Regions from separate parts of the Macaca mulatta genome. Here region 2 is linked to region 1. A link is a contact called in public Hi-C data. All regions are on one chromosome and are shown on one strand. The core of a region is the stretch at or near the end of the contact, and the rest is flanking DNA. Distances in the headings are between cores, read along the strand shown. Region 1 holds the start of SLC25A35 (solute carrier family 25 member 35). Region 2 holds the start of KRBA2 (KRAB-A domain containing 2).

The links. A called contact is a pair of places that touch in the nucleus more often than the background predicts.
Region 2: a contact with region 1 is called in a Hi-C map of fetal cortex germinal zone, with 1.9 times the contacts expected there. The contact joins the promoter of KRBA2 here to the promoter of SLC25A35 in region 1. A contact is called at or near these places in 3 of 14 Hi-C or Micro-C datasets (CD4 T cells, cortical neurons and fetal cortex germinal zone).

What each region holds. Positions count from the first base shown.
Region 1 is chr16:9,797,622-9,801,151 of T2T-MMU8v2.0, forward strand. SLC25A35 (solute carrier family 25 member 35) reads right to left here and starts at 1,980. Exons shown (of 7, transcript XR_003723612.2): 1 at 1,050-1,980.
Region 2 is chr16:9,871,068-9,874,597 of T2T-MMU8v2.0, forward strand. It overlaps KRBA2 (KRAB-A domain containing 2), which reads right to left and starts at 2,012. Exons shown (of 5, transcript XR_013406078.1): 1 at 1,212-2,012. It overlaps RPL26 (ribosomal protein L26), which reads right to left. Exons shown (of 4, transcript NM_001193566.1): 4 at 2,873-3,042. The coding sequence ends at 2,914. It overlaps LOC114673052 (a long non-coding RNA gene), which reads left to right and starts at 466. Exons shown (of 3, transcript XR_003723614.2): 1 at 466-2,427.

The DNA.
Region 1 (3,530 bases), core at 730-3,229:
GTCCCTGAAACTCAAACCGTGAGAATGGGACCAGACTGCCTCTGCTACAGGATGTACTACTTCCCAGTCTCTTTTGCTCTTAGGAGCACTAAGCAGGGCCTAGTCCTAGCAATAAACAGCTGTGTGACCTTGAGTGGATCACTTCCCCTCTCTGGGCCTCAGGCTCTTGACCCTTCACCTATGCCAGATAACTCAAAGGGGCAGAGATTGTTAATTCTGTAATGCCCAGGATCTTCCTGATCCCTACACTCTCTGACGTATGTTAAATTCCTTATCCTCCCCTTCACAAGTCCAACCTCAATATCAACACATAATAATAAAAACAATGCTACCAAATGCTTACTCTCTGCCAGGATTCGCACTAATGCTTCCATGTCTACCGCATTTGTCTCCCTCCATCCTCCCAATAATCCACAAAGGCCACTACAATTATTACCTTTTTACAGATGTGGCAACTGAAGCTCACCAACTAGTAATTTTCAAAGCCAGGACTTTAGTTCCAGAAAGGCTGATTCCAAAGCCCATAATTTTTTTTTTTTTTTTTTTTTGAGACAGAGTCTTGCTCTGTCATCCAGGCTAGAGTGTAGTGGCGTGATCTTGGCTCACTGCAAGCTCTGCCTCCCGGGTTCACACAATTCTCCTGCCTCAACCTCCTGAGTAGCTGGGACTACAGGGGCCTGCCACCACGTCTGGCTAATTTTTTGTATTTTTTAGTAGAGACGGGGTTTCACCGTGTTAGCCAGGACGGTCTGGATCTTCTGACCTTGTGATCTGCCCGCCTTGGCTTCCCAAAGTGCTGGGATTACAGGCGTGAGCCACGGTGATCGGCTCCAAAGTCGATAATCTTAATCAATACATTCAATCGTGTCCATCAGATGGGTGTGTATAGGGCAGGTCAGAAGACTCCAAAGCCTACCAGCTCTTTCGCGATGCCTTTCCCTGCTTGCAGTGGGGTAGCACCCTGCCACCTATGCCCTTAGGAAAGACCAGGCTCCTATTCTACAACAAGGATCTGCCCTGAAGGTCCCAGGCAAGAATCCTCTTCTTACCATGTAGATGGGGCTCCCCAAGTAGGCTCCCATGATCCCAGCCATGGCCCCAGCCGCTGCGCTGCGGGCAGGACTGTGGGTGCCTTCGGCTGTGTGCAGGTAGCCCCCAGCCTCAGCCAGTCCATAGGTGCCCAGTCGGATGCCATTCATCAGGAACTGGTATAAGAGGGCGGGGGCCAGGCCTTTCTGCAGGGCAGCCAGGCCATCCACCTTGCCGATGGTGATGAATGCATGGAAGACATTTCGGTAGTGCCGCTGGTATGTGCCAGGGGCCTGCAGTTCTCCCTGCAACTGCATCCTGGTCTTCACCACCTCCAGGGGATTGGTGAATACACAGGCTCCACAGGCTGCCAGGCCACTCATCAAGAAGTCCATGGTGGGTAACTGTAGCAGGGACTGGCCCAAGAGTAAGAAAGTAAAAATGGGTGTCAGAAAGCGGGGTTGGAAGACAGGGGAAGGCCTGTTTCAGCAGTACAGGCTGCAGAAGGTAAGAATTTAGGTTTGCAGTCAAGGGTGTCAGGGTCAAATGTCAAGTGGTCAAATGGAAGTAGTCAGCTGGAATTTGGGAGTCAGGAGCTGGCAAGCAGGGAAGAGACAGAAGTCTAGGAGAAGCTTATGGCAGAACCCTCTGAGGTCAAGGAGGGGCAAAAGACAGAAGGTGACAGGTGGGATGGCTCAGGATGGCGGGCGACGGGGGCAGGGGAGTAGAGGAGGGAACCGCGGAGTTGGGAGATGGAAGCCAGGCAGGCAGGAAAAAGAAAGCCAGCAGGTTAGAGAAGAAAAGGATCCGGGAGAAAAGCCGGTGATTTCCTCGAGCCAGCAACGAGATCTGGATCCGAGAAAGAAGTCAGGACCCAGGCAGCCTTCGGAGCTCGCAGCAGCTTCAACCCCGGGTACCCTGCGGAGGCCGGGCCGCCACACTCCTGTCACTGGAGCGCTGGGCCAATGGGGAGCCTTCGAGAGCCGCCGAGGCCCTCAGCCAATCAGCGCCGAGCCCGCTCCGCGGCCAATGGGAGGAGCTCTCGGCGCTCCGGTCCCCGGAATCAGCCTGAGGCAGTTGGAATTAACTCTCCCGGCGCCACCAGCGCTTAGCCGCTGACTCCGGCTCCGGAAGGGAGGCCTGGGACGTGGAGGTTTTGTCATTGGCAGGAAAGAGACCTGGGTTCCCGATCGAACACAGAGGCCGAGCACAGCAGTTCCCTACTGGGGTGCTGGGACCGCCCCTTGGGTGGGCTGACGGCTCCCTTCTTTAGCTTCCTACCCCGGTTGTGACCGGGTGGGGTCACCTAAGTTCAGGTTCACGCCATGCTTGGTGCCGGCGCCCGGAGAGCCCGGAAGCCGCGGACCGGCCTGAGCAAGGAAGAGGGACACACCTGTGCTGCGGGGCCAGTCTCCCGAGGCTGCACCGGGTGGTGCAGCAGGTTCTAGCTCCCGGGCGGGGCTGGATGTGCCCGCGGCTGGCCGCGGGCGCAGAGGGTGGGAGGCCTGAAGGATGGAGAAAGGAACTTGGTTAAATCCTTAGGCTTTTTCTTTTCTTTTTCTTTGAAACGGAGTCTCGCTCTGTCGCCCAGGCTGGAGTTCAGTGGCGCGATCTCAGCTCGCTGCAAGCTCCGCCTCCCAGGTTCACGCCATTCTCCTGCCTCAGGCTCCCTAGTAGCTGGGACTACAGGCGCCTGCCACCACGCCCGGCTAATTTTTTTGTATTTTTAGTAGAGACCACGTGTTAGACCAGGATGGTCTCGATCTTCTGACCTCATGATCCGCCCGCCTCGGCCTCCCAAAGCGTTGGGATTACAGGCGTGAGCCACCGCGCCCATCCGAGATTTCGTCATTGTTTTAAATCTTGAGTTCATGTTGGGTGCGGTGGTTCACCTGTAATTCCAGCACTTTGAGTGGCTGAGGCAGGAGGATTGCTTGAGCCCAGGAGTTCGAGACCCACTTGGGCAAAATGGTGAAATCCTGTTTCTAAAAAAGAAGATATAAAAAAAAGAGATACAAGCTGGGCGCGGTGGCTCACGCATTGAATCTCAGCACTTTGGTAGGCCGAGGCGTGCGGATTATGAGGTCAAGAGATCAAGACTATCCTGGCCAACCTGGTGAAACCCCATCTCTACGAAAAATACAAAAATTAGCTGGGCATGGTGGCTCATGCCTGTATTCCCAGCTACTCAGGAGGCTGAGACAGGAGAATCTCTTGAACCCAGGAGGCAGAGGTTGCAGTGAGCCGAGATCGTGCCACTGCACTCCAACCTGGTGACAGAGCGAGACTCTGTCTAAAAAAAAAAAAAAAAAAAAAGAGAGAGAGATACAGTGGATGCTTTATTCAAATTTCCTTGGTTTTTGCTCAAAGTCCTTTTTCTGTTCCAGGATCCCATCCAGGATACCAAGTTACATTGAACTGTCATGTCTGTAGCTCCTGTTTTTTTTCAATCTTGTCCAGGCTGGAGTGCAATGGTTCGATCTCCGCTCACTGCAACCTCT
Region 2 (3,530 bases), core at 762-3,261, 73 kb after region 1:
AATCCTAGCGCTTTGGGAGGCTGAGGCGGATCACGAGGTCAGGAGATTGAGACCATCCTGGCTAACACGGTGAAATCCCATCTCTGCTAAAAATACAAAGTATTAGCTGGGCGTGGTGGCAGGAGCCTGTAGTCCCAGGAGGCTCAGGCAGGATAACGACGTGAACTCGAGAGGCGGAGCTTGCGGTAAGCCGAGATCGTGCCAATGCACTCCAGCCTGGGCGGCAGAGCCAGACTCCATCTCAAAAAGAAAGAAAAAAAAAAAAAAAAAAAAAAAGGAATGTTTCACCTATATTTACAGATTGGGAGATTTCACATAAAAATCTCGATTTCTGCCTTTTTTTTTCTTTCGAGACAGAGTTTTGCTCTGTCGCCCAGGCTAGAGGGCAGTGGCTCGATCTCGGCTCACTGCAAGCTCCGCCTCCTGGGTTCAGGCCATTCTCCTGCCTCAGCCTCCAGAGTAGCTGGGACTACAGACGCCCGCCACCACGCCCGTGTAATTTTTTGTATTTTTAGTAGAGATGAGGTTTCACCGTGTTAGCCAGGATGGTCTCGGTCTCCTCACCTCGTGATCCACCCGCCTCGGCCTCCTAAAGTGCTGGGATTACAGGCATGAGCCACTGCGCCCAGCCTCGATTTTTGGCTTTCTTGAAAAGGCAATGTTCTGGCTGCACTGGCGGCATTGCTGCCTGGCAATAACTGGCTGTAATAGGCAGCATCTTCCTTTGGATCAAGTTTGTCCAACCTGTGGCCTGTGGGTCGCATGGAGCCCAGGACGTCGGGACCTACTAACCTAGTCATCTTGCCCACTCCTGCAGATTTCTAAGCTTTCAGTATCTTTTTTTTTTTTTTTTGAGAGGGGTCTCACTTCGTCACCCAGGCTGGAGTGCAGTGGCATGATCACGGCTCCCAGGGTCAAGGCATCCTCCCACCTCAGCCTCCTGAGTACCTGGGACTACAGGCATGCGTCACCAGGCCCGGCTAATTTTTTTCTTTCTTTCTTTCTTTTTTTTTGTAGAGACGGGGTCTCATTATGTTGCCTGAGGCTTCAGTATCTTTTCCAAAGCAACATGAAACAAATGTGATCGTAAATCAATCAGCTTCCTGGTGTGATCTGTGCTGACGGCTAAGGGATAAACGGCTAAGTGATAAACGAGTTGGTCAGAGAAAACTGGAAATATTTCCAAAGCCATGTTTACTCCCTTCACCCACCTGTGAGTCTTTGCCTCGGCGGTTTCCGACTTGGAATGTCCTCGCATCGATCTTCCCAATCCCAGCCAGCTGAAATCAGCCTCCTTCCCGACGTATTCAGTAACTTCAGCTGATTGCCATCTGGACTTCATCTCAACACCTGTACCACACTCACTGGCGCACTCTTGATTTGCATCTGCAGTCGACCAGTTCAGATGTATGCAACCTAAAAAGTAGGGACGGAGCCCTCTGCCTGCCTGTACCCCCTTTGGAGGGCCCACGAATACAGAGCTGAGCACAAAAGGTGTTCAAAGGACATTTAGTCAAAAATGTCGCTTACAGGTAGATTGTCATTAGCAAGGCAGAGCAGCGGTATGGCCGAGTCTACGCTTGGGAACTCATTTTCTGACTCTTACCATTTACTGACTAAAGCAAAGTTACTGGAGCCTCAGTTTCCTCATCTACAACCCGGGGAGAGGACCAGTACCCATCACAATCGATTGCTATGAAGATTCAATGACAATGCAGATAAGGCACTTAGTACAGTGTCCCCGCACCGTCCACGCCACCGGGCACGCCCGCTTATTCCTGAGGACCGGGCTGGGGCGTCGCCTCCTTTGTGTTGCCTTCCTACCCTGACTTCGCAGAATGATCCCACAGCCTGGATCCACGCCCGTCCGCCAGCCAGCTCAGGGCTGAACGGCTGAGGCGGGTGCGCGGTGGAGAAAAGAGCCGCAGACTGAGGAAGGTCGGGAAAGAGAAAGGGATACACTAGACGCTGCGTCTGAATCCCCTCCACCCACGGCGAGCAGCAGCATCGCCGCCCCACCTCCCGCCGGCTCCGCCGGAAGCCGGTCAGCGCCAGCCGGAAGCCCCGCCCCCTCGAAGCGCCGCGGATCGGAGGAGCCACCGCTCTTCACTCCAGGCTTTGCCCGGCCGGGACAGCACTGCGGACCCCCTGCGGCGCTGTCCACCCAAATGACAGCTGCGACCTCGTCCAAGCCGGTGACTTAACTCGGGCCCGTTACCCGTTCCCACTTTGTTGCCAAGTCTCCAGCCTGGAAAATAAACTGGCTTCAGGTATCCTGTTTAGATCCTTAAAATGAGGAACGGCAGGAACACACACAGCGCTGCCACCTCACACCTTTTCACTTCATCCTGACGAAGCTGCGGTTCAGTTCGGATGTGTGAGGTTTTGGTCTGATGGCACTCACCCAGCACTTGGGCAGAAAATAAGGTAAACGGGGCCCATGGGTCCCTCAGAGAACCTGAACCTGAGATCTCTCAATCTAGACAAACAGCTTGAAGTGATCTAGATGCTATAGGAAGTCACAGAAGCTTCTTATCCTATTGAAAGCAAGACTTCCTATCCAATGGCAATACAAACTTTTATATACAGTAAGTTAAAAAATACAGGCTGTCCATATAGCAACCTATCTATAATAAGAAAGTTAAAAAACAGGTTCAAGAGGAAGTATTTCCAACTAGCTTTTCTTATAGGCCTTCTTCTCAATGAGACCCCTCCAGCTACTGATATATCCTCAAATGCTGCTGCCCACTATAAAAAAATATATGTATCAGTCCTAATTTCAGAAAAATTTTGACTGACAAATCAGAGGTAAGAGACCAGTCCACTGAAAACTAGGGAGTGTCATAAATCACCACACACAAAACACAGGCTCTTTGCTTCAAGTTTTAATCAAAGCTTTTATATAAGATTACTTTATTCCTGCATCTTCTCAATTGTTTCTTCCTTGTATTTGCCCTTTTCCTTTCCTACTTGGCGAGATTTGGCTTTCCGTTCAAGGATCTTTTTGCGGTCTTTGTCCAGTTTTAGCCTAGTGATAACCACCTGCAGAAAAATAAGAAAAACACACTCCCAAGCTTTAAATAATCACTAAAACACATGGGAAAGCCCAACATTCAATACCATTTCCCACACCTGGGGCAGGTTGATGGCTAAATAAGATTTAACTTTTTAAAAATTCCAGAAATTACTCTTTAGCCATCAAACCTGGCTTATTTACTAATTTCCCACCAACAAAGGAGAAAAAGGCAAGATGGCATCAGTAATTCTTATCATAGCCTCTTCTGTGCTTCATTGTAAAATGTGTTTCTTTTTCATTGAGAAATATGATTCTGCTCTTCTCACTCCAGTTTTACAAGCTGGCATATATATTTGTTTCTAAAGTAACTTCAGGCTGGGTGTGGTGGCTCATGCCCCCAATCCCAGCACTTTGGGAAGCAGAGGCGGGTGGATCACCTGAGGTCAGGAGTTCGAGACCAGCCTGGCCAACATGGTGAACTCCCTTCTCTACTAAAAATACAAAAATTAGCCGG